Regions from separate parts of the Sus scrofa genome. Here regions 2, 3 and 4 are each linked to region 1. A link is a contact called in public HiChIP or PLAC-seq and promoter capture Hi-C data. All regions are on one chromosome and are shown on one strand. Each heading gives the region's core, a stretch centred on a gene start, on an enhancer-like site or on the middle of the called end of the contact. The rest is flanking DNA. Distances are from core to core; before and after follow the strand shown. Region 1 holds the start of ATP6V0C (V-type proton ATPase 16 kDa proteolipid subunit). Region 2 holds the start of PKD1 (polycystin 1, transient receptor potential channel interacting). Region 3 holds the start of NOXO1 (NADPH oxidase organizer 1). Region 4 holds the start of SLC9A3R2 (SLC9A3 regulator 2).

Evidence for each region. Promoter capture Hi-C pulls out the DNA fragments that hold promoters and counts their contacts. HiChIP or PLAC-seq counts read pairs in DNA pulled down with a chosen protein or histone mark.
Region 2: a contact with region 1 is called in an H3K27ac HiChIP or PLAC-seq map of alveolar macrophages. The contact joins the promoter of PKD1 here to the promoter of ATP6V0C in region 1. A contact is called at or near these places in 1 of 47 Hi-C or Micro-C datasets (heart right ventricle) and 1 of 2 datasets of contacts at active chromatin or transcription factors (alveolar macrophages).
Region 3: an H3K27ac HiChIP or PLAC-seq map of alveolar macrophages shows a contact between it and region 1. The contact joins the promoter of NOXO1 here to the promoter of ATP6V0C in region 1. A contact is called at or near these places in 1 of 5 promoter capture datasets (fetal skeletal muscle), 1 of 47 Hi-C or Micro-C datasets (liver) and 1 of 2 datasets of contacts at active chromatin or transcription factors (alveolar macrophages).
Region 4: a contact with region 1 is called in a promoter capture Hi-C map of fetal liver, with 2.3 times the contacts expected there. The contact joins the promoter of SLC9A3R2 here to the promoter of ATP6V0C in region 1. A contact is called at or near these places in 2 of 5 promoter capture datasets (fetal liver and liver) and 1 of 2 datasets of contacts at active chromatin or transcription factors (alveolar macrophages).

Annotation. Positions count from the first base shown.
Region 1 is chr3:39,534,405-39,541,748 of Sscrofa11.1, forward strand. ATP6V0C (V-type proton ATPase 16 kDa proteolipid subunit) reads right to left here and starts at 4,300. Exons shown (of 3, transcript XM_003124744.4): 1 at 4,033-4,300. The coding sequence starts at 4,111.
Region 2 is chr3:39,847,956-39,854,617 of Sscrofa11.1, forward strand. It overlaps PKD1 (polycystin 1, transient receptor potential channel interacting), which reads left to right and starts at 1,654. Exons shown (of 46, transcript NM_001246202.1): 1 at 1,654-2,084. The coding sequence starts at 1,870.
Region 3 is chr3:39,984,864-39,991,194 of Sscrofa11.1, forward strand. NOXO1 (NADPH oxidase organizer 1) reads left to right here and starts at 2,477. Exons shown (of 7, transcript XM_013987816.2): 1 at 2,477-2,778; 2 at 2,869-2,949; 3 at 3,052-3,127; 4 at 3,226-3,403; 5 at 3,524-3,705; 6 at 4,205-4,322; 7 at 4,400-4,777. The coding sequence starts at 2,713. The coding sequence ends at 4,667. TBL3 (transducin beta-like protein 3) reads right to left here. Exons shown (of 21, transcript XM_021086786.1): 14 at 6,248-6,331; 15 at 6,110-6,180; 16 at 5,873-6,029; 17 at 5,744-5,802; 18 at 5,503-5,606; 19 at 5,339-5,410; 20 at 5,093-5,251; 21 at 4,876-5,015. The coding sequence ends at 4,906.
Region 4 is chr3:39,948,025-39,954,422 of Sscrofa11.1, forward strand. SLC9A3R2 (SLC9A3 regulator 2) reads right to left here and starts at 4,800. Exons shown (of 7, transcript NM_001137639.1): 1 at 4,455-4,800; 2 at 1,985-2,185. The coding sequence starts at 4,667.

The sequences.
Region 1 (7,344 bases), core at 3,050-5,549:
CTGAGCACTCTGCCAGGAAAGGCGCTCTCGGCACCCTCAACCACACAGTAGGCTGGGACCCTTGAGTTTGGAGAAAGGACGAGCCCAAAAGAATAGGGCACAGGACGGAGTTCCCGTTGTGGCTCAGTGGTTACCGAATCCGACTGGGAACAATGGGGTTGCAGTTTCGATCCCTGGCCTTGCTCAGTGGGTTAAGGATCCAGTGTTGCTGCGAGCTGTGGTGTAGCTTGCAGATGCGGCTCAGATCCCGAGTTGCTGTGGCTCTGGTGTAGGCTGGCGGCTATGGCTTCTTTTCGACTCCTAGCCTGGGAACCTTCATATGCTGCGGGAGCGGCCCAAGAAATGGCAAAAAGATCAAAAAAAAAAAAAAAAAAAAAAGAAAAGAAAAGAAAAAAACTGGGCACAGGAAAGACAAGGGGCTGGGGGCCGTCACCCAGGCAACACGAGGCCCGGACAGCTTCTGCTAAGGCCCCAATAAGGGAGTGGGGGACTTGGCATCTAGGAATCCATCTTCTCTGCCACTGTCCCTCCTCCCTCTTTCCAGGGTGGGCAGCCTTCCTGAAAGCCCCCCTTCTCCTGGCTTATCTCCAAGTCTACAAAGACAACTGCGAGCACAACACAGAGCCACAGGGAACATGGGGGCTTTTCCCACTCCTGTTGCCTACCCTCCAGGGCCCCACTGTGCTGCCTGTGCAGACGCTGATGTGGGTCAGAGGTGGCAGGGGCCAGAACAATCCCAGTCATTCCGCTGCATCTTCTACTCACCTATTTGGGCTGCAAAAGATGACTATTCTGTGCCCATCACAAAGCAGGGTGAGGTCAGGAGGCTGTGCCTTCCTGGGGCCCTACGCCTGGTGAAGAGGCAGATGCAGCCCCTCCACACACAGCAAATAGGTCCCAGGAGACTGGGGAGGTCTGGGCAAGTGCTTCGGAAGGGAGGTGAGGGCTGAATGCAGGAGTGGCAGTGAGCAGGTGGTCACAGAACGACGGGGCAAGGATTCCAGGCCACAGAGACACCAACCAAGGTGGCACCAAATAAGGAGAAACTAGAGGGAGAAAGGAGGCAGGGATGGGGGCAGAGGGGCCTGCACTGCCTCTCTTCCATGCCACCCCTGAAGCGCCCAGACACCCAGCCTTCAGGGTTCATCTTATCTTCACAAAGCCTTTCCTGGAGCAACAGTGTAGGTTGCTGGGGCTTTTTGTTGGTTTTATTTGCATTTAATTTTTTGGCTTGTTAGGGCCGCATGTGTGGCATATGGAAGTTTCCAGGTTGGGGGTTGAATTGGAGTTCTCCACCACAGCCACAGCAACGCCAAATCCAAGCCGAGTCTGTGAGCTACACCACAGCTCACGACAACACTGGATCCTTAACCCACTGAGCAAGGCCAGGGATGGAACCCGCATCCTCGTGGACACTAGTCTGGTTCATTACCACTGAGCCACAACAAGAACTCCTCAGGCTCCTGTTCTGGGCCTCTGACTGCAGACTCCATACCAGGCCAATGCCAGGGCTCCCTACTCAAGGCAGAGGGCACGGGTGACAGGTGGCCTGGGGTGAGAGACAGCTGCAGGAGGTCAGCATCCCAGGCAGCGAGCCCTGCAAGGCAGGGACGGGCTGAAGTCCGGCGGTGAGGAGAGCATGTGGCTGGATGGGCGGGAACAAGGGGAACCAAGGGAAGAAACCAGGACGACCATCAGGAGGGCGCCCAGGGCCAAGCCCAAAGGGGCTCCAGACGGAGCAGGGCACAGAAAGGGGCTTCAGGAGGCTGTTCCTAGAACACAGCCCTGTAACACCGGAGACTCGCTGGTAGGAAGTCACAGAAAATACGGAAAAGGAGCAGCTGACAGCTTCATGGAAGGCGTGAGGAGGAAAGACTCCAAGGGACTTCAGCCATAAGTTACAAAAAAAAAGGGGAAGCTGGGATGGGAGACAGCACTGGCAGGCCCCAGGGTGAGTGGATCTCATTCAGCCGAGTGCTGGGCAGGCCACGGAGGATCTGGGCCCGGAGCAGCAGGCAGTGCGCAGGCGCCCTGGCAGCAACACCTGAGGCCTGAGAACCGTTCTTGAGATGAAGACAAGCCTTTGGAGCAAGAAACGGAGGCAGAAGTTGACCCAATTGGCTGAGTGACTCGTTGGCTCCCCTGGGGCCAGGTCAAGCCCCGCATGGGGAGGGGAACAGCAGTGAAGCTGCACACAAGCCAACAAGAGCAGGCAGCCCTAACTCCCAGGAGCACGGGGCAGGCAGACCTAACACCTGCTGGTCACGCCCCGTTCAGAAGTACCAAGTAAGTTCTAAAAGGTGAGGAAGAGAGGCCCCCGGTGACTGGAGTGAGGCCAGGAGCCGAACACAGGTAAAGGGGTTCGAGGGCAACCTCGGCCAGAATTCAAGTTCCATGTGGGCAGGGATCTTTTTTTGTTCACTCACGGTCCCCAGTGCCTGGCACAGAGTTGGAACTCAGTGAAGATTTGTGGAATGGTGACTGGCAGACACCAGGCAAAGGACAATCCCCGGGTGCTGTGTGGATGCAAAGAGCAGAAAAGGCTGGAGGAAAAGGGGACAGGGCTGGCTGCTGGACAGCCTGGAGGGCAGGCAGCTCCTGAGGATGTGGAAAGAGTGGGCGTCGCCCCGGGGGAAGGGGAAGTACGGACAGGGCTCCCACCACAAATGACCCCTTATTCGCACATGACGGGAAGGGCATGGCTCACTCAGCAGCTTGTGACAGGCAGGCAGGTCTGGGCAGAGGGAGGCCCCCAAGCCCCCACCCCACCAGTGTTTATAGTCAGCAGAGCTGTTTGGAGTTCAATCCCGCCACATACCTGCACAGGGAGCCTCCGCAGTCCACCACATAGGGTGGGGCAGGGCGAGTCATCAAAGCCCAAAACCAGACCTACCCGAGGAGGCCTCGACCAGACCAGGCCAGACCAGTCCTCGGGGGCCGGAGCTGGGTCAGGACTCGACTCCCTGGGTCCCACATTTCTGCCTGGCCCAGTGCCCTTCTCCCACACTGGCCAATTTGCACAGAATCTGACACCCCCAGGACTGCGAAGACTCGGCTTCAAAACCAGGGGACCATCAAGAAGCCTGGAAGGCCCCTCAGCATTCCGAAGGCAGCCCCTCCCAGTTCCAGGCCTCAGGGAAGGGGAGAAAGGTCATTCATTCATTCGGGCCTGAGCAGTTCCTTCTCTGGAAACGACCCAATCCCCTCAACGCTGAGGCTCCACGCCACCTCGCCCACTCAGACGAGTGTCCACACACACGCACAGTGCTGGCACTGGCCTGCCCCCCAGACATCCGTGATGCCCCCTCTGCCTGTATGACCCCCGCCCCCCACAGCCCCCAATTCCACTCCCACTCCCAGGTCTCTGCCGGCTCTTAAGACCAACCCCTCAGCCAGGCTTCCCTAACCAACCAACCCACGCAGCCTTCAGTATTGGGAAACACCGACATGCCCTAACCGGAAGCACCAGCCTGGGTGCAGACCCACCTGACCCCTGCCGGGAGGCGGGGGGGCGGGGAGCAGGCCTCCACAGGGCGAGGGCTGTGCACTTGGCGGGGAATGCCAGGGCTGGATCCCCCACCGCCCACGGACGGGGGGTCGGCTCCGCGTCGGGGGAGCTCTACTAGGTGTGATGTCACACCTGCCCGCAGGATTTGGGGCGGGGGAGCGGGTGCAGAGCAGGCGCAGGACCGCGCGCCCCCACCCCAGCCTTGCCCCCGCCTCTCCAGGGGCTAAGATGGCAGCGGCGCCGCCGCCCCACCCCCGCACCGATACCGCCAGCTGGCCGGGCTGCGGTCCCGGGACCCCGGGAGACCCTAGGACCCGGACTGGGAACCAGCTCGCACGCCCTGCGCTCCAGACACCTTACGGCTCCCTGCGGCCCCGACCCCCGCCCGCAGTCACGTGAGGCCCGGGACCCCCTAACGGCTCGAAATTACGTCACACTGACGTCACATGCCGAACCCCGGGCGAGGAGCGGGCACAAGCCTCGCGCGCCCCCACCCCCCGGGTCCCTCCTGCCACGGCGCTCACCGCTGAAGACCATGGCGGCCGAGGCGCCCATGACCGCGAAAAAGGCGGCGTACTCGGGGCCGCTCTTGGCCTCGGACATGTCTGCGGGTGGGGAGGGGGCGAGCTCAGCAGGTCGAGGCGGGGACGAGGCCGGGCCGGGCGCGGCAGGCTGCGAGGTGCGCGAAGCGAGCGCTGAAGCGGCTGCGAAGGGGATCCGGCCCGTCAGCCGCTGCGCTCTAAATACCAGCACCGCAGAACAAAATGGCGGCCGCTGCCGCGTCACATGACTCGGGCCCCGCCCCTGCGGACCGTACCACTTCGCGCTGGTGGGGGGGCGTCATGGCCCGGGGGGCGCCCTAGAGGCCCGCTGGCCACCCCCGCACTGTGCTGTCACCCCGCCGGCCCGGACCCGAGCGCTCCGCCCTACCTCGGCCTTCCCAGGTGCGCTGTCCGGCAAGGTCGGCCTCTGGAACCCCGCGGCGTTGGGCCAGTCCGGTCCCTGGGCCGGGGCGGGACAGTGGCGCGCCTCGTTAGCATATAGGGCGGTGCTCGTGGTGCCCCGCCTCCTCTGCGGCTGCGCTATCCAGGATTCGGTTCCGACCGAAGCTTTTCTTTGCGTTCTCTGTGTGGAGCCCGGCCACGGCGTTCTCTCGGCCCAGCCCCCAGAAACCCAAGACTGCGGTCTACCTCGCACGTGCTCATACCTCCTGGGGCGATCCGAGGGTCCGAGCAGGCGGAGCCAAATCCTGTGAACCGGGCGCCGGCCTCTTCGGCAGCCCCCAGGGAAGCCTCTGCCACCCTGCTGTCTGGTTGGTCTCTGGCCCGAGCCTTCCTGTGTTCCCGGTTCGGGTCTCCCCAACCCTTAGACGCCGTCCTCCGTCTGCTCCAGACCTACCAGTCCCCAACCTGGCAATCGGTGATTGCTACCCTGGCTTCCATAGACAAGGAGCCCCTTTACCCGCCTCTGTTCCCTCTTTTGTATCAAGGACCCAGACTGCAGCTGAGGAGCGGGGTTGTCTCTGCCCTTCAAAATGTAGGCATGACTGGTTTGGCGCCCTGTCGGTGTTGCGACCTGAGAAGTCTTCCCCAAATTTCTACATCTTGGGTCCTTGTTCTGCCTGTCCCACACAAGTCCCGCACATGCAGGGTTGCCCTTATTTCTGGGGCAGCAGTAAAAGGTTTCCTCTCAGCCCAGCAGGCAGCCTGGCCTGGGACTGGCACTGCCCGGATGATCCCATGTGGCCCTCCTGGCACCCCAACTAGCTGCCTTATCTCTACCCACCAGTTCTGGATCCCTTTGCCCTTTGTTCCCTCCATTTCAGGCACCCTGGGTGGCTGCCATCTGGTCCTGGGTCTCCCTTGAGCTCCAAGCCCTTGTTCCGACACAGAAGCACTCTCCGCCAGTGACCCAGGTGGTAGCTGTCATCAGCCTTCTCCATGTGGGTGGTGGGGTCACCTCCGCCGGCCTGGTCCTCCCGATGGAATCTCAGACCCGCTTTCAGACCCTTCTTGGTGAGTCTGGGTCTGCCCCTGCCCCTGCCCCCAAACGTGCAGCCCTTGGAGGGCTGTGTCCGTCCTGTCCCAAAAGAGAGGAGGTCACCATTCTGCTAGAGCCCTCCACGCCGCCCTCTGCCTTTGTCTTCCTCGCCCTGACTCTGACTTCTGGAAAGAGGAATCTTCATTCAGTGTCCTCAGCTCCTTGTCCTTGCCAAGGGGGATGGCGACTGCCATTTCTCTAAACCGAGGAACGTGGCTCAGGCTTTCTGAATGGCCCCCTCTGCTGCCACGGCCTGCTGTCCACCACACCACACCGCCACTCTCTCCAAGTTCACCTGCATGTGCCCCGATGCCCTCGTTCCTTCCTGGAGTCACAGGAGCAAGGGCAGTGGCCTCCTCAGCTTCCCTGCAGGTCCCAGGTTTCCGTGACTCCCTCTGCTGGGCCCTGCCCCTGGGTGATCACCTGCACCTTTCCAGACCTGAAGCCCTCTGGGCGAGCAAATGCCCAAGTGCCTAGGCCAGGCCCAGCCCCCATAACTCCCAGGCACTAAGGGTCCAGGGTCAGGAGAGTCCAGACCAGGGAGCTGCACTGGCTGAGGGGCCAGGGAGGCCACAGACTAAGGAGCGGAGGCGCAGGACAGTCCACCTCGGGATATGGCGCCACCAAAAGCGCAGACCCCAGAGCCCAGGAGGTCGGGGACAGTTCCATCCGCAGGCTTAGAGGGCAGGTGGGCTTGGCTCACCATCCTCTGGCTTTCTCCCTGAGTTCTGGTGTAAGAGGTCACCATGGGTCTCCAGTGGGGACGCCGACAGCTCAAACCAGCACGTCTCAACCTGAGCTCCCCTCCTCCCACATGACCAGCTTCCACTGGGTTCTTTCCATTTCCGGCCAAAGGCACATCCAGCCAGCCAGCTGCTAGCACCAGCAGCCTCCAAGTCACGGCTCCCTCGTCATTACCCACCAGGCCCGGTGCGTCTGCGGCTTCCCGGCTCTCAGGTCTGCCCCCACCCCTCAGGCTGGGCTTCATTTCTGGCCTGCGTCTTCTCACAGCCTCTGACCTGGTCCCCTGCCCAGCCTGCTTCACCCCGTAGCCACGCGACCCTAAAGGGTACGTCTGACAAGCCACTTCCGTTGTGGAGCCCTCAGCATCCCCTAAGCATTTGGGGGTGTTAGTTAATCCTCGAGGGAGCCTTGGGGGAAGACGCCACCCCTACCCTCACTTTGTGGACAAGGAGACGGGCCCATGAGTTGCAACACCCCTCCTACTTCCTGCATGAGCGCTCAGGGAGTGTCTGGTGACCAGTGACAGGGTCAGGAGGGACCCAGGTCATCTTTCTTGGGGCCTCCCGGCACCAGAGATATGGAAGGGAATGGCCAGGGACACACACCTCTGCCTTCTCCCTCACAGCTAGGCACCTCCTGGCTTGGACTCTCACTGTCACGAGCCCCTGGCCTGTCATTGTGAAGGTGGGGACTTCTAGGAATAAAGGAAGGGCTGTGGGGGGAAGTAGAGAGGTGCAGGGGGGACCCTGATGTCCCCGAGGGTTGTGTTTTTTGTTTTTTGTTTTTTGTTTGTCTTTTTAGGGCCACACCTGGGCATATGGAGGTTGCCAGGCTAGGGGTCGAATCAGAGCTATTGCTGTTGCCAGATCCTTACCCAGAGTGAGACCAGGGCTTGAACCCGCAACCTTGTGGTTCCTAGCTGGATTCGTTTCCGCTGCGCCACGAAGGGAACTCCCCCAAGGGTTTTCATGTCTGCACTGAAAGATGGTGGAGAGGGAAATCCAAGGGCGTTTTGCAGAGACCTCGGTGAAGGGAGGGGGTGGCTTGGAAGA
Region 2 (6,662 bases), core at 404-2,903, 310 kb after region 1:
ATCTTTTCTAGGGATTCCCTCATGGCTCAGAGGGTTAAGGATCTGGTGTAGTCACTGCTGTGGCTCTGGTTACAGCTGTGGCACAGGTCTGATCCATGGTCCAGGAACTTCTGCATGCCACACGAGAGGCAAAAAAAAATAAATAAATAAATAAAAATAAAAAATCTTTTCTATTTCAGAAATCCCTTCTAAAACAATTGCATTTATCAACCATACCTCAATAAAACTTTAAAAAATGAAAAAAGGGGAATTCCTGTGTGGCTCAGTGGTGATGAATCCAACCAGTATCCATGAGGATGCAGGTTTGATCCCTAGCCTTGCTCAGTGAGTTAAGGATCAGGCATTGCCGTGAGCTGTTGTGTAGGCTGGCAGCTGCAGCTCTAATTCAACCCCCAGCCTGGGAACTTCTATATGCTGCACGTGTGGCCCTCAAAAGAAAAAACAAAAGGAAAAAACTTGCATTTTAGTTGATTAATCTGTTTTGCTCATTTGGCATCACTGTTTATTATGGGTCCATCTTCACTCATCTTGAGACCTTGGATCTCATCAGTTTATTATCTGGAATTAAAAGCTTGGGTTTGCCCCTTCCTTACCTGTTGTGTGATCTGTCAAATTTCATTTTTTCCCTTTTTTTTTTTTTTGTCTTTTTAAAGTCACATCTGGGGCCTATGGAGATTCCCACGCTAGGGGTCAAATCAGAGCTGCAGCTGTCGGCCTCCACCACAGCTCACAGCAACGCTAGATCCTTAACCCAATGAGTGAGGCCAGGGGTCGAACCCAGGTCCTCATGGATAATAGTCAGATTTGTTTCTGCTGAGCCACAGTGGGAACTCCCAAACCTTCCCCCCCCCCGCTTAATAAACGGATTTCTATAATATGTGGTTCTTTATGTCTGGCATCTAGGATGTTTTCAGAGTTCGTCCATGTTATTCAGCTTGAATTCTTAGCACCACGTGCGTTAGTTCCCTAATTACATCCTGGGCGCAAAAGCTCCCTGGGCAGAGCCGCAGCACTGAGGAACTTGCGCCATGGAAAGAGGGGGCAAACTGCCCTGGTGGTGGGAGGTCCCAAGCACCCAGGTGCGCAGAACTCAGCTTCTTGCCCAGGGGCTGGCGAATGGCCGGCCGAACGCTGCCCTTCACCTGCCCAGGTGAGGCCCACCTTGTGCTTCACCTCCGTGCCAGGGAGAACCAGCTGTCATACTTCGCCGACGTTCTGGCAATTCCCTGAGAGGGCGCGATGCGCATTTATTGAGTGCCTACTGTGTGCCAGGAGCTCGGCAATCCGAGGTGGTGGAGAGGGACATAGGCGCTGGGAGTGGATGAGCGCTCGTAGAGGGCACTGGAGGTTCCGGCTGGTGTTTTCAGTGTTGTGACTGCTTGGGCTCTGAGGTCTGGGAGGCGCGGACGCCGCGGGCGGAGGGGAAGGGCACCGAGCGAGGGCCCTCGCTGTCGAGCCTGCAGCTGGATGCGAAGGGCGGAGCTCCTGATGCCCCGCCCCGGCCGCGCGGATGGCCCCTTCGCAGAGCGAAGGGCGGACCCTCCTGATGCCCCGCCCCGGCCGCGCCCGGCTCTGCCGCACGGGGGGCGGGGCCTAAGAGCGTCCCGCCCCCCGCGCCGCGCCGGGAGAAGGAGGAGCCGGCCGCCAGCCCGCACTGCAGCGCCAGCGCGCTAGCGGGCCGCGGAGGACTCGGAGCCGGGACGGAGAACCGAGCAGGCGTCGCGCAGGCAGACAGGCCGCAGCTGCTGCCGTATCCCGCCCCGCGCCCAGCCATGCCTTGCGCGGGCTGCGCCTGAGCCGCGGTCGCCGGGGCCAGGCGGGCTCGGGGCCTCGGGACCGGTCCGGGGCCATGCTTGCGCTGTCCTGACGATGCCGCCCGCCGCGCCCGCCCGCCTGGCGCTCGCCCTGGGCCTGGGCCTGTGGCTCGGGGCGCTGGCGGGGGTCCCCGGGCGCGGCTGCGGACCGTGCGCCCCTCCCTGCCTCTGCGGCCCGGCGCCCGGCGCCGCCTGCCGCGTCAACTGCTCTGGCCTCGGACTGCGGACCCTCGGGCCCGCGCTGCGCATCCCCGCGGACGCCACCGCGCTGTGAGTAACCCGCCGCCCTGCGACGCTGGTGAGGCGGTTGCCATGGCGCCCGGCTTGCGCTAGGACTCGCGGCCGCCGGGGCCTGCCGGGGCTCGGGGCGCCTTCACCCTCCCGGGAGAGGCCGCACGGGCAGGCCGCCGGCCTGGCGGGCCTCGCAGGGCGTGGGCGCGTCCCCAGCCTGCAGAAGGGGAAACGGAGTGCGGGCCAGGCCTCTCCCAGGGCGAGGCTCCAGCGCAGTGAGGTCGGCCCGACTAAATAAGGAAAACCTGGGACCGCAGCCGGCTCTCAGCCCGCCTGGCCTCAGCCAGAGGGAAACAGAAACATCCCAGATTCTGTGCGGGCGGAGACTTCTCACTCGGTGGGACTCCGCTAATGCGAACTGACTGAGGGCCTTTGGCATCGTGTGGGCGCAGGGCGGGAAGGTCCCGGCAAGGGACCACGAGCACTTCAACGCTGCTCAGAGCCTAATAGGATGCAGCTTGGCTTGGAGGGATACCCAGCACTTGGGAGCCCTGGAGAAGGACGCTAGGAGATGGAGAAGTCTGTGTGGACGGCAGGGAAGGCTCTCCGGAAGAGGTGGACAAGGGTTCGATGGATGTTTGAGAATTGGTTTGATACTTAAGGAAACTGGGTTTAGGTGACGGGAGGAGGGAACCATGTGTGCAAAGGCCTGGAGGGGTGTAAAATGCTGACACACCATTAGCAGACTTGCATTTTGGAAGAAATAATAACAGGAAGTCTTTATGGAGAGCTTGTCTCCAGCCCTGGCCTGTGCCAAACTCTTTTGAACCATCAGCTTTTTTTTTTTTTTTTTTTTTTTTTTTGGTCTTTTTAGGGCCGCACCCGCGACATATGGAAGTTCCCAGGCTAGGGGTGGAATCAGAACTGTAGCTGCTGGCCTACACCACTGCCACAGCAATGCCAGATCTGAGCCTCATCTGGGACCTACAACCACAGCTCACGGCAACTCGGGATCCTTAACCCACTGAGCGAGACCAGGGATTGAACCCCTGTCCTCGTGGATACGAATGAGATTCGTTAACCACTGAACCACAAGGGGAACTCCTGTGAACCGTCATGCTTAACCCTCTGGAGGTACAGCAAAGATGCCCCTTTTGCAGGGGAAAAAACAGGCCAGAGGTGATGGCGATATGATTTGCACAAGCACAAGTAACAGCCAGTACATGGCAGAGGCAGCATTTGACTGTTAGGAGCTCAGGGTTGGCTTGCAAAGGGTGCAGGTGACTGAGATTTGCAGACATTTGTCCCCAGAGATGGGGACTGGCTCAGGACCTGCTGGTCCACATCCTTGTGGCCTTTTTTTTTTTTTTTTTTTTTTTTGCTTTTTCAGGGCTGCTTGTGTGGCATATGGAAGTTCCCCAGCTGGGGGTCACGTTGGAGCAGTAGCCACCAGCCTATATCACAGCCACAGCAAGGCCAGATCAGAACTGCGTCTGCGACCTACACCACAGCTCACGGCAACGCCGGATCCTTAACCCACTGAGCAAGGTCAGGGGTCGAACCTGCATCCTCCTGGTTTCTATTTGGGTTCATTACTGCTGAGCCACAGCCGGAACTCGCACATCCCTGTGGCCTTGTTTGGGTACTTCCAGACACCTAAGCCAGGACTCCATCGCTCCCTGGCTGCTGGAATTCCTTGGGGTGCGTGTAACATCCCCAGGCTTCTTAAACCTGGGATTTGGTTTTGTGCTGTCCCTTCGGTGACTCTGGTGTGTGGCTGCCTTTTATTGGTGGTGGTGGCGGGGGGGGACCCTTGTGGTCAGTGTTCAGACGAGTTTGGATGTTGAGGGGCTGGAACCGGGTGGGCGCTTCTGGATGGTGTGTCCTTGAGGCTTTGTTGGGGGGTAGAACAGCTTCTCCAGGGGTGGCGGATGGCCATCATGGGGCCACCCTGGGCCTGTGGTCTTGCTCCCCGACAACTGAAGTGTTTGCCGTCCTGGTTGACTCCTGCCTGCAGCTGGTACCGCAGAATTGCTTTGGGCGCACCCCCCACCCTTTGTTTCTCGACGCCGTTACCTCTGGCTGATGGGCTGGGAGCCGCTGTGGGGGGCAGGGAGCAGGCTCCTGCTCCTTCTGGTTGTTCCGGCTTCCCCATCACTGGCGCCATGCAGACCTCCAGGAACCGTCCGGAAAATAAACTGGTGGGTTGGCCAGGACCCTGCAGCAGCTTGCGGACTTGCGGGCTCAGCCGTGGAGCCTGAGCCTGTGTGCCTTGCGTGTGTCCCCTTAGGCTCTGGTCTTGGCTGTTGGGAGTCTGGGGGCTGGTGGCTGGCCGGAGCTGGCGGGGTTGCCCGCCCTGCAGCACGTGGTGAGGGACCCTGTGAGGCAGGTGGATCGGGAGTGGAGGAGACTCCACCGTCTTGACCCGGAGGCTGCTCTGGGAGATTTCTGCAGGGCTGGGTGCAAGGACCCCATGGGAAGCTGGGACCTCGGATGCAGATGTTAAGACTCCCAGGTCCCCCAGGCCACCCTCTGTGCTCTGCCCTGCCATTCTGCCTGTCAACCCTTCAAGCCCCACCCTCAGGGAGAGGGAGATGGGTGGGTCTTGGCTTCTTCAAGGGAGACTCCGGGTCAGGTTGTACACATCCAGGGGCCCCAGAAGCCCTGCCTTAGGGGTGTCTCCAGCAGCTTCCTCTGGGGGGCTCAGGCCTGGCTGCTCTGTCATCAGCATCCTACAGCCATCTGAGACTCCTTGGCCAGCCTGCGGGGCGGCAGGACAGCTGTGTTCAGACCCGGGTGGGAAGTCAGTGGCTGGCTGGTGCGGGGTCCCTGGCTCCCAGGGCCTCAGCGTGCAGGATGGCCCAGGGTTCTGAGGCCCCAGGCTCTCTTGAGTTAGCTGAAGCAGCTGGAGGTGGCAGCCTGGGAAAAATGACATCACTCAGTCATAGGTTGCTGCTCTCCTATTTTTAAAGCGTTATCATGGACAGTTTGAATAAATACAGAAGTTGACAGAATAGCATGGTGAACCTTCTGACCCACTGCCCTGCAGCCTGTCCTGCCCCTCCACTCCCCCTTCCCATTGTTGAAGCAGATGCCAGGCAGCCTCCCCTTTAATCTGTGAGCATTTTGGAATGTAGGGTGACACCATGGTCACACCAAAAACAATATGCAATTCCCTGATCTGATGCATATCCAGTGTGCTCAATTTTTTGGTTGTCTCAGTTTTTTTTTAATAGTTTGAATTAGGATCCAAATAAGGAGTTCCCGTCGTGGCGCAGTGGTTAACGAATCCGACTAGGAACCATGAGGTTGCGGGTTCGATCCCTGGCCTTGTTCAGTGGGTTGACGATCCGGCATTGCCGTGAGCTGTGGTGTAGGTTGCAGACGCGGCTCGGATCCCGCGTTGCTGTGGCTCTGGTGTAGGCCGGTGGCTACAGCTCCAATTGGACCCCTAGCCTGGGAACCTCCACATGCCATGGGAGCGGCCCAAGAAATAGCAAAAAGACAAAAAAAAAAAAAAAAAAAAAAAAAAAAGGATCCAAATAAAGTCCACACCGTGGCACTGCAGTTAGGTGATTTCTTTAAATCTCTGTGGCAGAGTTCCTACAGTGGGTTAAGGATCTGGTGTAGGTCGCAGCTGTGGCTTGGATTCAGTTCCTTGGCCGGGAACTTTTGTATGTTGCAAATGTGGCCATTAAAAAAAAAACACCAAAAACTCCCTGGAAGCATGGGCTTTCTTTCCATCTCTGTTCCATTTTTGTTGTTTGTTTTTGTCTTTTAGGGCTGCACCCGTGCCATGTGGAGGTTCCCAGGCTAGGGGTTGAATCAGAGCTGTAGCCACCAGCCTATGCCACAGCCACAGCAACTCCAGATCCGAGCCGGGTCTGCGACCTACACCACAGCTCACGGCCATGCCGGATCCTTAATCCACTGAGTGAGGCCAGGGATTGAACCCGCAACCTCATGGATGCCAGTCAGATTTGTGTCCGCTGTGCCACGACGGGAACTCCTCCACCTCTGTTTCCTCCTCTGCAATTTGTTAAAGGAACCTGGGCGTGGGGTTGTGTCTCTGTGTGTCTCCTCCCTGGTGTCATCCAGTGTGTCCCTCTGTCCTCACGTTACTCCTGGGCCAGCACAGAGCCCGAATGCCCATCACTGTGGAGGTCTGGGTATGGCAGCGCTGCTGCAGGTGTGCAGGCTTTGGGCCGAGCCCCTCTCAGCCGACGTGCACTGCTGACTTTGCCTGGGGCCCTCAGTGGACCCCATACTGTCTCGGGAATGTTAGGGTCCAGGACTAGGCTCAGAGCAGAGACCTGGTAGGGCCTTGGTTCGCTGATTAAAATACTGGGACTTGAGGGTCTTCTGCTGGCCAGGAGCATTCAGAGCCCTGCCCTTCCTCGCCTGTGCCGCTAGGTGATAGAGCGGGGGACTCTGGGAGACTCAGTCCCCAGTGTTGGCACAGGACATGGATGTGAGGGAAGGTGGGCATCAGGAAGGGGAGCCTTGGGCTGGCGTGGCCTGGCATGTGTGTAACCTGCTGGACTGCAGGTGCCATGTCCATTGCTGCCTTGAGGGCTGGCAGGGCAGCAGAAGCTCCTGTCTGTGGGCCGTCGCCAG
Region 3 (6,331 bases), core at 1,227-3,726, 450 kb after region 1:
GGCGCTTGGTGCTGTGGCAACATGGGGCGGGGCCGTGAGCGCACAGAGGCGATGCTGCCGGGGCTGAGCCTGCGGATCCGCCCTGGCGACGGGTGCCATGGCAACGGGTGACTGGCAACCCGGGGTGAGGCGGTGCCGGCAAAGGAGGCGGTGCGTGTTTGGGCTGCGCGCACGGAGCGGACCCTCCCGCTCCCGAATCCTGTAGCCTGCCTGAAGCGGTTAAACCCACGTCGGGAGTGGCCTCAGGGATACCTGTGCTTCCAACTGTGCATTCATTCATTCCGCAAATATTTGTGTAGTGCCTCATCTGTTCAGAGCTGCTCTAGGCGCTGGGCGGTGCCGGGAGAAAGATTCGAAAGTTTCTGACCTCCCCAACCCATAATCCAGTGTGGTCAAGACGGAAACAACAAAAATCTAAAAGGTGTCACACTAATAAATGCTCGGGGGCATGAATGGGGCGAGGTAAATGCGGGAGGCCTCCTTGAGGAGGTGACGCTTAGGCGGAGGCCTGAAGAATGAGGAATCACTGAGAAGGGCAATCAAGGCCGAGGAGGATCTTTGCTTCTTGTGTGGGTGGGAAGGCCAGCAGGACAGGACCTGGGTAGGGTGGTGGCAGAAGAGATCCAGCGGTGGCCAGGGGCCCAGCAGGGACCTCATCAATGGCCATGGGCGCTGGCAATTTATTCCAAGGACCCTGGGAATGTGCTGGGACATTTGGGGCCTGGTACTCTGGTGTGATCTCAGTCGCCAAGCTGCCTCTGGGGAGTGGATGTCACAGGAGCAAGTGAGGAGTACAGGCTTTGGGGGAGGATGGGGCTGCTGCAGTTGTCCAGGTGAGACGTCAGGGTAGGGTTATAGAGAGAGAGGAGTGGAGGGCGTCTAGATTGCTGGCGGTGTGGAGCAGGGGCTGTCAGTTGGCATGGGGGGGGGCAGTGCTTAGCATCCTTTTAGGTTCCTGGTGTGAGCAAACTGCCCATCTCCAACTTCTCTCTCTTCCCAGGAACAGGTCTGTCCCACCCTGTACCCTATCAGGCTAGTGGCCCCCACTGAGACTGGCAAGAGTGTGACAGCTAGACTGAAGGCACTTTGCAAAAATAGGCCTCTGTTGGTGCTCCCGCTGTGGTGTGACAGGATGGGCAGCGTCTTGGGAGCCCTAGGACTTGGGGTCAATCTTTGGCCTGTCACAGTGGGTCAGAGATCCAGCATTGCCACAGCTGCGGCTTAGGTGGAGACTGCAGCTCATATGTGATCCATGACCTGGGAGCTCCATCTGCCACCAGGTGGCCACAAATGAAAAAAAAAAAAAAGAAAAAAAAAATTAGGTCTGTATCCACAGGTGTTCATTGTCTGTGCCAAGACCAGGGAAAGTTTGAGGGCTTTGGGGGGAGCTGCTGTTTGGACAGACTTACAAAGGCCTTTTGTCAAGGCCAGGGTGCCTCCCTGGAGGGACCTCTTGGAGGCTGGCCCCTCCCTCATAGGCATGGGGTAAGGTGAGTTCCAACACAGAGCTGGCAGCTCCCACGGTGGGAAGAACTGCTGTATGCCAGGATTGGATGGCACTCCGAAAATCTCCCCTCCAGGGAAGCGGGGCACCTGGGCACACCCTGTCTGGGGATTCTGACCCATTGGGTTAAGGATTCGGCATTTCTCTGCAGCTGCTCTGGTGGCTTCTGTGGCGAAGGGTTTGACCCCTGGCCCAGGAACTTTCACATGCTATGGATGTGGCCAAACGGAAACAGAAAACAAAAAACAAACCAGCAGAGTCCTAGTCACCACCTCTCCCGTCCCCCAAGTGCTGGTGCCTGGAGGTGGATGCTCTACATCCCGCCCCAGGTCCGTCCACCGCAGGGGAACTGATGCTCTGAGCCTGTGAAGTCTGTCTTTCCCCAACACGTACAGACAAAACCCCTGACAGTTAATAGCCATTTAACATAAATTCCTCCTCTGTGACTTGGGGACGTTAAGAGACCTTTCCTCCTGGACCTCCCATCATGGCTCAGTGGTTAACGAAGCCGACTACTGTCCATGAGGACATGGATTCATTCCCTGCCTCACTCAATGGATTACGGATCCCGTGTTGCTGTGAGCTGTGGTGTAGGTCGCAGACATGCCTCAGTTCCCGCTGCTGTGGCGGTGGTGCAGGCTGGCAGCTACAGCTGCTATTTGACCTCTAGCCTGGGAACCTCCATACGCTGGGTGCGGCCCTTTAAAGAAGAAAACACAGAGAGACCTTTCCTCTAAAGAGAGGATTACACCAAAGCACTTAAAGCCTTTGGCACCGGGCCACTGGTTCCTGATGACCACTGCAGACAGCTCCCCAGGGAGTTCAAAGCCAGAGCCAAGGGCCCTACGTTGGGTGTGGGAGGGGCCAGGCCTGGCGGCACTTTGATGGCTCTTCCTTCTCCTCCTCCCAAGGCCAGGCTCCTCTGATAGGAGGGCCTCAGGGTGCAGTCCCAGCCCCCCCACTCTGCTTCTCCTCCCACCCAGGCCCTGTGCTCCTGCCCCTCCGCTCCTCAGGTCAGGGGTGCAGTGAGGAAGCTGCAAAGGACCCAGTCGGGCAGGGAAGTGCGGCCAAGACCTGGCAGGGCTGGGGCACCGCTGGGGAATTCCAGTCTTCCGGGTGCCTGGCAGGCGGGGAGGCAGTGGACTGACCCTTGGCCACACCCGACAGGCTCCAGAAGCTGACGACAGAGACCCGGGGCGGCCCCAGTGATGGCAGGCCCGCGGCACCCGGTGTCCGTGAGCGGGGCAGCTCTGGTGCAGACAGAGAGGCTCCAGGTAGGAACCAACGGGACACCTGCCGGCCGCAAGGGGCAGGGAGGGAGTTCCCAGCCCAGTCTATCCAAGACGCCCCCCTTCCTCCACCAGACATTTGCCTTTTCTGTGCACTGGTCGGATGAGAGCGAAGCCTTTGTACGCAGAAGCTGGGACGAGTTCAGGAGACTCCATGTGAGTGGGCTTCTAGCCCTCAAGACCCTGGCAAGGGTCCCCCACCCTCGCAGGGGCACCCAGTGGGGCCTCAGAGACCCACATGCCCATTCTTGCCCTCAGAAGACGCTCAAGGAGATCTTCCCGGTGGAGGCGGGCCTGCTGCGGCGGTCGGACCGCATCCTCCCCAAGCTTCCTGGTCAGGCCAGCGGGGATCCCAGCAGGGGTGGGGGCGGCAGCGGTCTGATGGGGGGCCCTGGGGCGTGGTACCATGCTGTGTCCCCACCCTGCCCCCAGATGCATCGGCGTTGGTGCACCGGGGGCGCACGGGCCGAGGCCTGGCGCGCCTGCGGCTTCTGGAGACCTACTCAAGGGCCCTGCTGGCAGCAGGAGAGCGTGTGTCCCGCAGCCCAGTACTCACTGGCTTCTTTGCGCCACAACCTACAGACCTGGAACCTGCGCTACCACCTGGCAGGTGTCTGACACCCCCCCACCACACCACCGACTCTGCTGGCAGAAGCATTTGGAGGATGGGGGAGGCAAGGTGGAGGGAAAGTCAGTCCCGCAGACCTCACCCACCCTCTGCTCTCGCCAGCCGGGTGATCCTGCCCACCCTGGAAGAGCCCCTACCAGGCCCCACAGGCAGCCTTGCCATCCACAGCCTGGAGGCTCAGAGCCTGCGCTGCCTGCAGCCCTTCAGTACCCAGGACGTGTGGGGTCAGCCGTTCTACGCCGGGGCCCAGGAGGCCCTGGGTGTGCTGCTGCGACACCCCTCAGGTGAGTCTGGGGACACGCCCTTCTGCCCCTGGGGTCCCAGTAGGCCTCAGGATCTGAAGCACCCCGCCCCTTGGGCACAGGCTGGTGGCTGGTTGTCAACGAGGACCAGCAGACGGCATGGTTTCCTTCTCCCTACCTGGAGGAGGGGGCCCCCGGCCCAGGACGAGACGGGGATCGGCGCCTGGGGAGCCACAGTGAGACCAATTCCCCTCCCCACACCCACCACGACCACCACCGGGCCGTGTTTGGCAAGGACGGGCCGCAAGAAGTACCCAAGCCAGGAGAGGGAGGCTGTGGGACAACTGGGTGGTGACAGTGGCCCTGCCGTGTGTGTTCCCCAGAGTGAGCCAGAGACCCAGTGGGTTGAGCGTGGCCCCTGGTGTCAGCAGAGAAACGAACAGGGGAAAGCCTGGAGATGGTGACGTGGCAGGAGACAGCGTGGGGACTGAGGCAGGGCGGGGGCCTCCGGTCCCAGGTAACCACCAATGTCCATTCCCAGGGCCCCAGTTCTGCGCCTCCCGTGCCTACGAGAGCAGCCAAGCTGATGAGCTGTCAGTGCCCGTGGGGGCCCGTGTGCATGTGCTGGAAACCTCGGACCGTGGCTGGTGGCTGTGCAGGTGCCTGTGGCAGGGCAGGGCTCTGGTGGTTCGGCCAGGGGCAGACCCGGTGCTAACCAGCCCCGCCCTCCCCACAGGTTCCAGGGCCGCACCGGTCTTCTTCCTGCTGTGATACTGCAGCCCGACGGGCTGGGCACACTCCTCAGCGGGCCCCGGCTCCACCCGGGGGCAGATGGAGGGGAGGACAGGGAGGGCGAGGCCCGAAGCGCCCCCAAGTCCCCCCAGGCCCAGGCCCTTCCCCCGCCCGTGCCTGCCCACCCACCGCTGAGTGCCATCCGGAGCCGCTGCTGCACCATCACCCGAAAGGCGCTGGGGCAGGACCCAGGGTGTCAGGGACCGCCTTGAGTGCGTGTGACCCTCGTGGGGGGGCTGTGGGAGGAGCAGCTCAGGGTGGGACTCCCTGGCTGGCAGGGACTTGTCCTCTGAGTAAAGCTCTCCTCACTGACCCCCACCCAGTGGCGGTGCTCTGTGGGCCTGTGGGGTCTCAGCCAGGGTTGGGGCTGGGCGGTGGCCCAGGCCCTGGGGTGCGACAAAGCCCAGACAGACACAGGGAGCAGAGATCAAAGTCCATTTTTCTGGGGGTTTAGAGGGCTGGGGGCGCTGCGGGGAGCGTGGGCAGCTTCATGCTGTGCCACAGGAAGTCCAGGAAGGCGGCCGCCTGCAGTGTCCGGCTGAGCCGCTGGAAGTGCCGCTCTGGGGGGGGACAGCAGCTGTCAGGGCCCACGGGTCTGGCGGCCGGGCCCCCGCCCTGATCCAGGCAGCCCACATACCAGTGTAGGGCAGCAGGGCCTCAAGGGAGGCCCGCACGCCATCGTAGGCCAGCAGCTCTTCCGGGGCCTCGTGCCGCAGGAGCATGCCCAGCACAGCCTGGGCTTCGTGGCAGTGCCGTGAATTGGTGTTCCACGTGACACAGAAGCGCAGCAAGGCCTCTGGGGGTGACAGGGACGGTCAGACCTGCCTGCCAGCCACCCCAGGCTCAGCAGGCACCGTCCAGCCCCACCCCGCCCTCCCCAGACCTTTCTGGTCTCGCCGCAGTTGGAGCACTGTGGCTTCCAGCTTCTCGCAAGACTCAGGGTCCCTTCGGATGGCTGTGGGAGGAGGGGAGACTGAGCCCCGGGAAGGGCACCTCAGACCCGGGAGACCCCCCCCATCCACCTGCCCGGCCCAAGGCAGCCCCGACCCTGGATGACGGTCAGCACGGTGTGGGGCCGGTCCAGGGAGATGGCCAGGCCCAGCGCCCGCAGGTACCGCTTCTCATGGAGCAGGTTGTCCAGTTCTTGCTGCCTGGCGAGGGGAGGAGGGAACAGGGGACAGGGCCGCTGGGGTGAGTGGCGCTGCTGCCCTGAGCCTCGGTGTCCTGTGCTGCGGAGGCCGACGCTGGCAAGCAGGACTTGCGGGCAGGGCTGGGGGACCCCACGTACCTGACCACCTCCTCCTCTCTCCTGGCCTCCTCTTCGGCCTGTTCCTCCTCGGTCACATCCTGGGGTCACACTGGAATCAGACAGGTGTCCCCACGCGGCCCTGCCCCCCCAAGCCCCCACCCCACACACCTTCCAGAGGATGACGCGGGAGTCGCTGGCAGCGGTGAGGGCGCGGTCGTCCAGCCGACTGCAGTGCAGCCCCCAGACCTTGTCCTCGTGGGCGTCCAGCGTCCTCACACACTCGTTGCTCTTGATGGTCCAGAGCTTCACGAGCCCGTCGGAGCCGCTGGGTCGGCATCGGGAGGCGCTCAGCCCTGGGCCTGTCCCCAGCTCACCCCAACCCGGTCCGGCCCCCAGCCCGCTCACCTGGACAGCAGCTGCGTGCCGCGGCTCACAAAGGCCACCCTGAGCACAGACGCGTCGTGCCCCTCGAACGTCTGCGGGGGGAGGGGAGGTGTTGAGATGTCACCGGGCGGGGACCCGGGCGGGCTGAGGGCGGCTCACCTTGAGGCAGCTGAAGTCCTGCAGGGCCCAGAGCTTGACGGTGCCGTCTGCCGAGGCCGTGGCCAGCACCTGGTCCATGGGCGA
Region 4 (6,398 bases), core at 3,550-6,049, 410 kb after region 1:
CAGAGGGACCCACAGGGCCCTGGCACCCACCTCAGCCCATCCCTCCAGGGCACAGAGGGTGGCCCTTCACCCTGCACTAAAGCAACCCCCCCAGCTCTCCTGTCCCAGGGCTGTCACCCTTCGGGGCACAGCTCTACAAGGAAGCCCCATCCTCCCAGAATCCCTGACAGCCCACAGTGGTGGGGGGGCAGCCAAGCCTGGTTTGTGGAGGAAGGATGGGAGATGGAGGGGTGGGGGGTGGGGGGCTAACCCTGGTTTGTGCAGGGGGGATGGGGGATGGAGGGGTGGGGGGTGGGGGGCTAAGCCTGGTTTGTGCAGGGGGGATGGGGGATGGAGGGGTGGGGGGCTAAGCCTGGTTTGTGCAGGGGGGATGGAGGGGTGGGGATGGCAGTGGATTGGGGGCTAAGCCTGGTGGGGGATAGAGGGGTTGGGGGGTGGGGGCTAAGCCTGGTTTGTGGAGCTCAGCGCAGGCCCAGCTCCTGCTGCTAAAGCTCTGAGCTCAGCCAATGAATGTCCAGGTTTCTGTCTGGGAGGGAGAAGAGAAGCCCCGTGCCCAGGGACTCCCCTGACCTTCTGGGGTCCCTGTGCCCGGGCAAGCCCCAACCCCCAGGAGACCTGCCAGGCGGGTCCCACTTTGTTACTCTAAAAATATGCCCAGAGGAAGACCCCTCCCCCAGCTTCCTGCAGCCCCCAGAGCCTGAAATAGTGGAGGGGAAGGTCCCACCCAAGGACAAGGTGCCCCCACCCTCCAGATAAGGCCCCGCGGGCAGATTTTTCCACAGGAAGGTGAACTCAGCTTTGTGTCTAAATCAATGGACAAGCGCCGGGGTGGGGGTGGGGGGCTTCCTCCCGGGCTGAGGTGCCCGGGGAAGGAGGGCCGCTCCAGCCCCAGCTTGCGAGGTGGGCTCAGCCAGTGCACCGGCCCAGGGCCCCCCTGAAATCACAGATCTGACCCTGACAGCCCTCCTCTGGCCTTCAGGGGCCCCAGGGCCAAGTCCAGACTCCAGGACCTGGCCCCGTGGCCTTGACTACTACCAGGAGCCTGCCCTCCAGCCACAGAAAACAACAGGGGTCACAGGGGTTGTGCCCAGGCCTATGCCCAGGCTGCCTTTCTGCTGCGAATCCCATCCCCCAGGAAAAGCCTGAGGCCCCACAAGACCCAGTTCACGGGAGGCATGGGGGAAAGGGACAAGACAGATGTCCAGGTCCCCCGCACACCCAGAAAGTTCAGAATTCATACCTCCAGGAGCCCTAGGCCGGGGTTCTCCAAGGGGGATCTGGGTAACCCCTGGATTTGAGTCCCCTTTTAAGGGATTTTCTTCTTTAAGAAAATAAAAGTCGTGGGGGCAGGGCAGGCAGCTCTTTCCCCTGACCTCCAGATGCTGTCCCGGTAGGGGTCGGGCCACCCCCGGGCCCAGCTACTGAGAAAGAGACAGAACAGGCCCCCTGGACCCCACCCCAGTGCTTTCCCAGCAAGGCTTCCTGTCTGGAGGGGACATAGGGAGAAGGGGAAGCGCCCCAATGCCTGTAGAGCCCCCGGCTGCGGACCTAGCCCAGAGGGTCTCCTCAGCTGCCCCCACAGAGGAGGGCCAGCGCCCCCACTCCAGTCTTTATGGCACAAGCAGGCTCCTTGGACAGACAGACACCCACCACAGGCACAGAGCTGAGCACACGCCAGCAGCCCCTCCCCAGGTTCCTCAGCCCCAAGGCCGGGGAGGGGGCGGCTGGTCAAAGGGACCCTTCCAAGGACAAGGGGCTCCGATGACGAGCCTCCTGGGGGCCAGGGACCAGGTCCAGGCTGCCCAGAGCCCATGCGGTTTAGAACACAGGCCGAGGACAGAAAGAGTGGCTCCAAGTGGCCGAGAGAGTGGCCACCAGGGGTCCAGGAGGGGTCCAGAGACGCACACTGGTGGAGACGACCAGAGGCGCCGAGAAGGCGGTCCTGGGAGAGGCCAGGTGATCCCTGTGGGCAGAGGCGCCGTACCTTCTGGCCGGCCTCACCGCTGAGGCTGCCTGCGGGCGCCCAGTCCGCCTTCGGCTCCCAGGGGTCAAGGGCAGGCGGCAGCCCTCGCTGGGCCATCTCCTCGGTGCAAGTCAGCTGGCGCCTGCGGAGCTCCTCGTCCGTCTCCTTGTCCACAACGAGCAGCCGCGTCTGGCCCTCCACAGCCTTGATCCGCTGCACCACCTGCGACGGGCAGGAGGCGGGAGCCGGTCACGGCCAGCACCCCAGGCAGCACATGGATAGCAGCACCCCGGGGGCAGGCCTTGAGCCTCCCGGGCCAGGTGGGCGGCTGGACCGCAAGGCCCGCAGCTCCTCCCCCCACCCCCAGCTCCGGCGGCTCCCGCCCTCCTCTCCCGGGGCTGCCGAAGCGGGCCGGGCTCCAAGGGCTGCAGGGGCTGCGGGGGCCTCGCCTGGGCGCAGGCTCTTCTCTGGGGAGGGGCCGGGAAGGGACAATCGCGGGGCTCGGCTAAGCCTCGGCTTCCCCGTCTGCACGTCTGGGTTTGCGGGGGGGGGGCGGGGGGAAGGGTCTCCCTGGGTCCCAGGCTCGGTGTGTCTGTGCCTGGCTGCCTCCCCCGGTGGAAGAACCTGCGTCTAAGCCTTCCATTCTCTTTCAGACCGTGATCATGGGCCTCTTCCTGCTGGACCTGCAGAGGGAACACCTAGGTGCTTGTGGCAAAACACCTCCTCAGGCGCCCGCACGCAACCCAGGAAGCGGGACTCAGACGCGGCAGGCAGAGCTAGGGAGGAGCAGGTCCACCTGTGGGCCAGGCGTGCTCACGCAGGTGTCTGGGAAGCATCTAGAACATGTGCACGGCCATGGAGCCTTCATGCCTGTGTGTGCCCGCAGGAGAAGCAGTGCCCACTGGGCACTGGGTAGGAAGAGCAACACCCCCACGCCCACCCCAAGGCCCGGACGACAGACAGGGCCCGCACCAGCCTCTCAGTAGATGGCAACAGAGCAAAGGGTCCGAGCCAGGCCCACCTTTGCCCCGGCCCCCTCTGTATCTCTCTCCCCCTGTGACCCTCAGCGTCACAGGACCCCAGCAGCCCGATGCTGCCTGACAGTGGGACCCAGGTGAGTCACCCAGTATCTGCAACTGTCGGTTTGCTCGCCTGCAGAACGGGAGCCATGATGGTACCTCCTCTCCCCCAGGGCAGTGGGAAGGTCTCCCCGTGGTCCCGCGTGTGAAGTCCTTGGAGACCACACCCAGGGAGGCCTGGGGTGAGCCTCGCTCTTGGAGAAGACGGCAGCTGATGTCAAACAGAGGCCAGGCGCCAGCTGCGCGGGGCCCGCCCCCTGGCCTGTCAATCCCAGACCTCGGCCCCGACCCCCACACCCCCGGCAGCAAAGAGCCTCATCCTGCCAACACTCGGGGTAAAGAACAGGCCGGCAGACAGATGGGCAGACAAAAGCTCCAGAAGAGAAGCGGTTCGGCTCCCAGCCCAGCCAAGAGCCAATTTACACATCTCCAGGCCCCAGGGCCGGCCACATAGACAGGTGCTGGGGGACGCGGGGATCCTGAGCAGAAGGGGTGGAGGAGGACAGGACCCAAGCCAGGTGATCCCAGGTCAGTGGGCGGCAGACACCCCCCAGGGATCAGAACCTGAGGAGAACCTCCCCCTCTGGCCTTTCCCCTCAGCTGCAGGAGGCCGGGGGGTACAGCCAGTGACGCCCCCCACACACACCCCCACCCCCCACCAGGCTGCCCAGCAGCTTCTTAGGACAGGAATGTGCTGCCACCAGCAGCGACGCCCACCAGGACCCAGACACCAACCGTCAGGACACACACTAGTACACCAGCAGGCAGACACCCGGGCCAAGACAGATACACACAACCCAGGTCAGGCACCCCACCACACACACACACATCTAAGCAGTGCAGACCTGTATACTCACGTGCACACAGTCCAGCACACACACACACACACACTTAACTGATGCAGACACACACAAGTGTGCCCTCACCGCGACACCCCGCACGGTACACACAAGGGTGATCCCCAGAGGGACCTGCACATTCACACGCATACCCATAGTGCACGCGCGCGTGTGTCCCCACTGACAGAGAAGCGCCGGGGACCCCAGGCACACGGAGACCCCCGAGGCACCAACTCCTGCACAGACTGTACGGAGGCCGGACAAGACTCAAGAGCCAGGGCCAGAACCGGAGGAGCCGCCGCATTGCGGGCCCCTCCCTGCCAGGATCCCCCCCACCTCCGCGGTGCGGAACCGACGGGGGCGGGGGGAGGCCAGGAAGGAGGCGCTGCCTCGGTGGCCACGTCCCCCGCCTGTCCCCGGGAGCCCACGTAGGCCCTTGTGCGACCCCTCCTGGCCCCGGCGGGGGAGCCGAGGCGCGGGCGCAGGCGGCCCGGTGGTCCCTGGCGCCGTCCGCGCGCGCGCGGGGCAGGGACGCGCTCCGGGGATGGGGGGCGGCGGGGCGCAGGCACCCACCTGGTGGTGCGTCTCGCCCTCCACGTTGACGCCGTTGACCTCGACCAGGCGGTCCCCGGCGCGCAGCGCGGCCGCCTCGGCCGGGGAACCCGGCTCCACGCGCCGAATGAACTGCCCGCGGCGGCCCTTCTCGCCGTGCAGGTGGAAGCCGTAGCCGTGCTCGCCGCGCACCAGGAGGCACAGGCGCGGCCGCAGCGGCTCCGGGGCAGCCATGGCGCCTGCTGCCCACCGGCCGGCCGCGGGCTGGCCACGGCGCTCACGCCCGCCGCGGGCAGGCGGGGGCGCTGGGGCGGGCGCGGGAGCGGCGCGGGAGACCCTGCGGCGGCCTCGGCGGCTCCCGCTCGGTTCCCGTCGGCTCCGGCTCCGGCTCCGGATCTGGCTGCGGCGCCGCCCCCGCGCCCGCCCTTTCCCCGCCCCCTCTGCCCTGCCGCCCCCGCCCCGGGTCCAAGCCACCCCGGCCATCCCCCTGCCTCGGCGCTCCGCCCGCGCCGCGAGGCCCCAGGAGGGGCCGCAGGGCCAGGGACCCCCCCCAGTCCTTCTCTGTCTCGCCCCCCTTCGGTCAGCCTCCTTGGGGCCAGCCGCCTCCCTCTGTCTGTCCAGAGGCTGCCTTCGTGGCCTGTGACTGGCCCCCCTGCACCCCACCTAGTACTGCCACCCCTGCAGGTTGTGGGGGTGGGTGTGGAGTGGAAGCCGCCACATACCACCCCAGATGGGGCTCAGGGATCACCCCATAGCAGCCAGAACCACCCAGGACCTGCCAGGCTACAGCTTTGAGGCCACACCAGAGTTGAGAGGGTGGTGGCCGGAGGTGGTCCGGAGACCCCCAGACCAAGGGGTAGGGAAGGCAGGTACCCCTGGCCGCTTGGCTCAGGAAGCTTAGTGACCTCGTCCCCTTCTGTAGACCTGCCTCCTGCAGCCCAGCACTCAGCCCGTGAGTGCCGGTGGCCAGGAACAGAACACCGCTGTAAGGCGGGTAACTAAGTGACATGGTCACAGCCAGGGGCCAGGAACACCACACCCCAGAATAACAAAGGAGGCCCGAAAGCACCAAAGGAGCCGAAGGAGTACCGAGAGAGGCTCTCCGTCTAGAGTAACAGAACATCCAAGGAACGAGGGGGGCGGGGAGCAAGGAAGTGGGTAACAGCAGGGGCCAGCTGAGACCTGCGGGTGGCAGTTCCAGAGTGGGAAGAGAAGGAGTGAGGGGGACGGAAAACAGAGGGCCTGAGTAACAGAGCTGAAGAAAGGTGGCCCAGCAGCTCTCGGGGCAAAGCCTCCCAGGCCTCCTCCCTCAGCTCCACGGGCAGGGGTGTGGGAGGAGAAGGCAAGGTGGCAAAGCCGGGAGCACGCATGCAAGGTGTCAGGGCTGGAAGCTTTTGGGTGGCTGGGAATGAGCGAGGGGAGGTGAGTGGTGAGGCCGGCAGCAGCCAGGAAGGCGGTCAGGTGGCAGGAGATCAGAGGTCTGGCCGCTGGCCCTGGCCCAGAGAGAGCGGAGGTATGTCAGACCTTCCAGGCCCTCTCTCCCCTGGGTCCACCTGGGGTGGCGTTGTCCTGAGCTCCAGTTTCACCTGAGGGGGTTTCCTCTGACCTTTGAACCGACCTCCTTGTGGCAATGCCCTCAGCCATGGGGCAGAGGCAGAGCCTGGGCCTGGGTGTGTGACCGTGGGGAGAGGCCTCGTCATTGCCAAAGGGAGAGCCGGGGAACGACTTGGGGATGGTGCCGCTAGTCTGATGCCCTGATAACAGCCCTGAGCTTCCCTGCCCACGCCACCTCCCTAATGGGCATTAAGGGCCTCGCGGGATGACCAGGCCTCGCTTATGACCTCTTCCTTTAGACTTCGCCAGGCCTCTCTTCCGAGCCCCAGATTGGAGCAGGGAGGACCAGCGCTGAAGCACTGAGAGATGAGAACCAGAAACCCAGAGCGGGAAGTAATGGGAGAGACGACA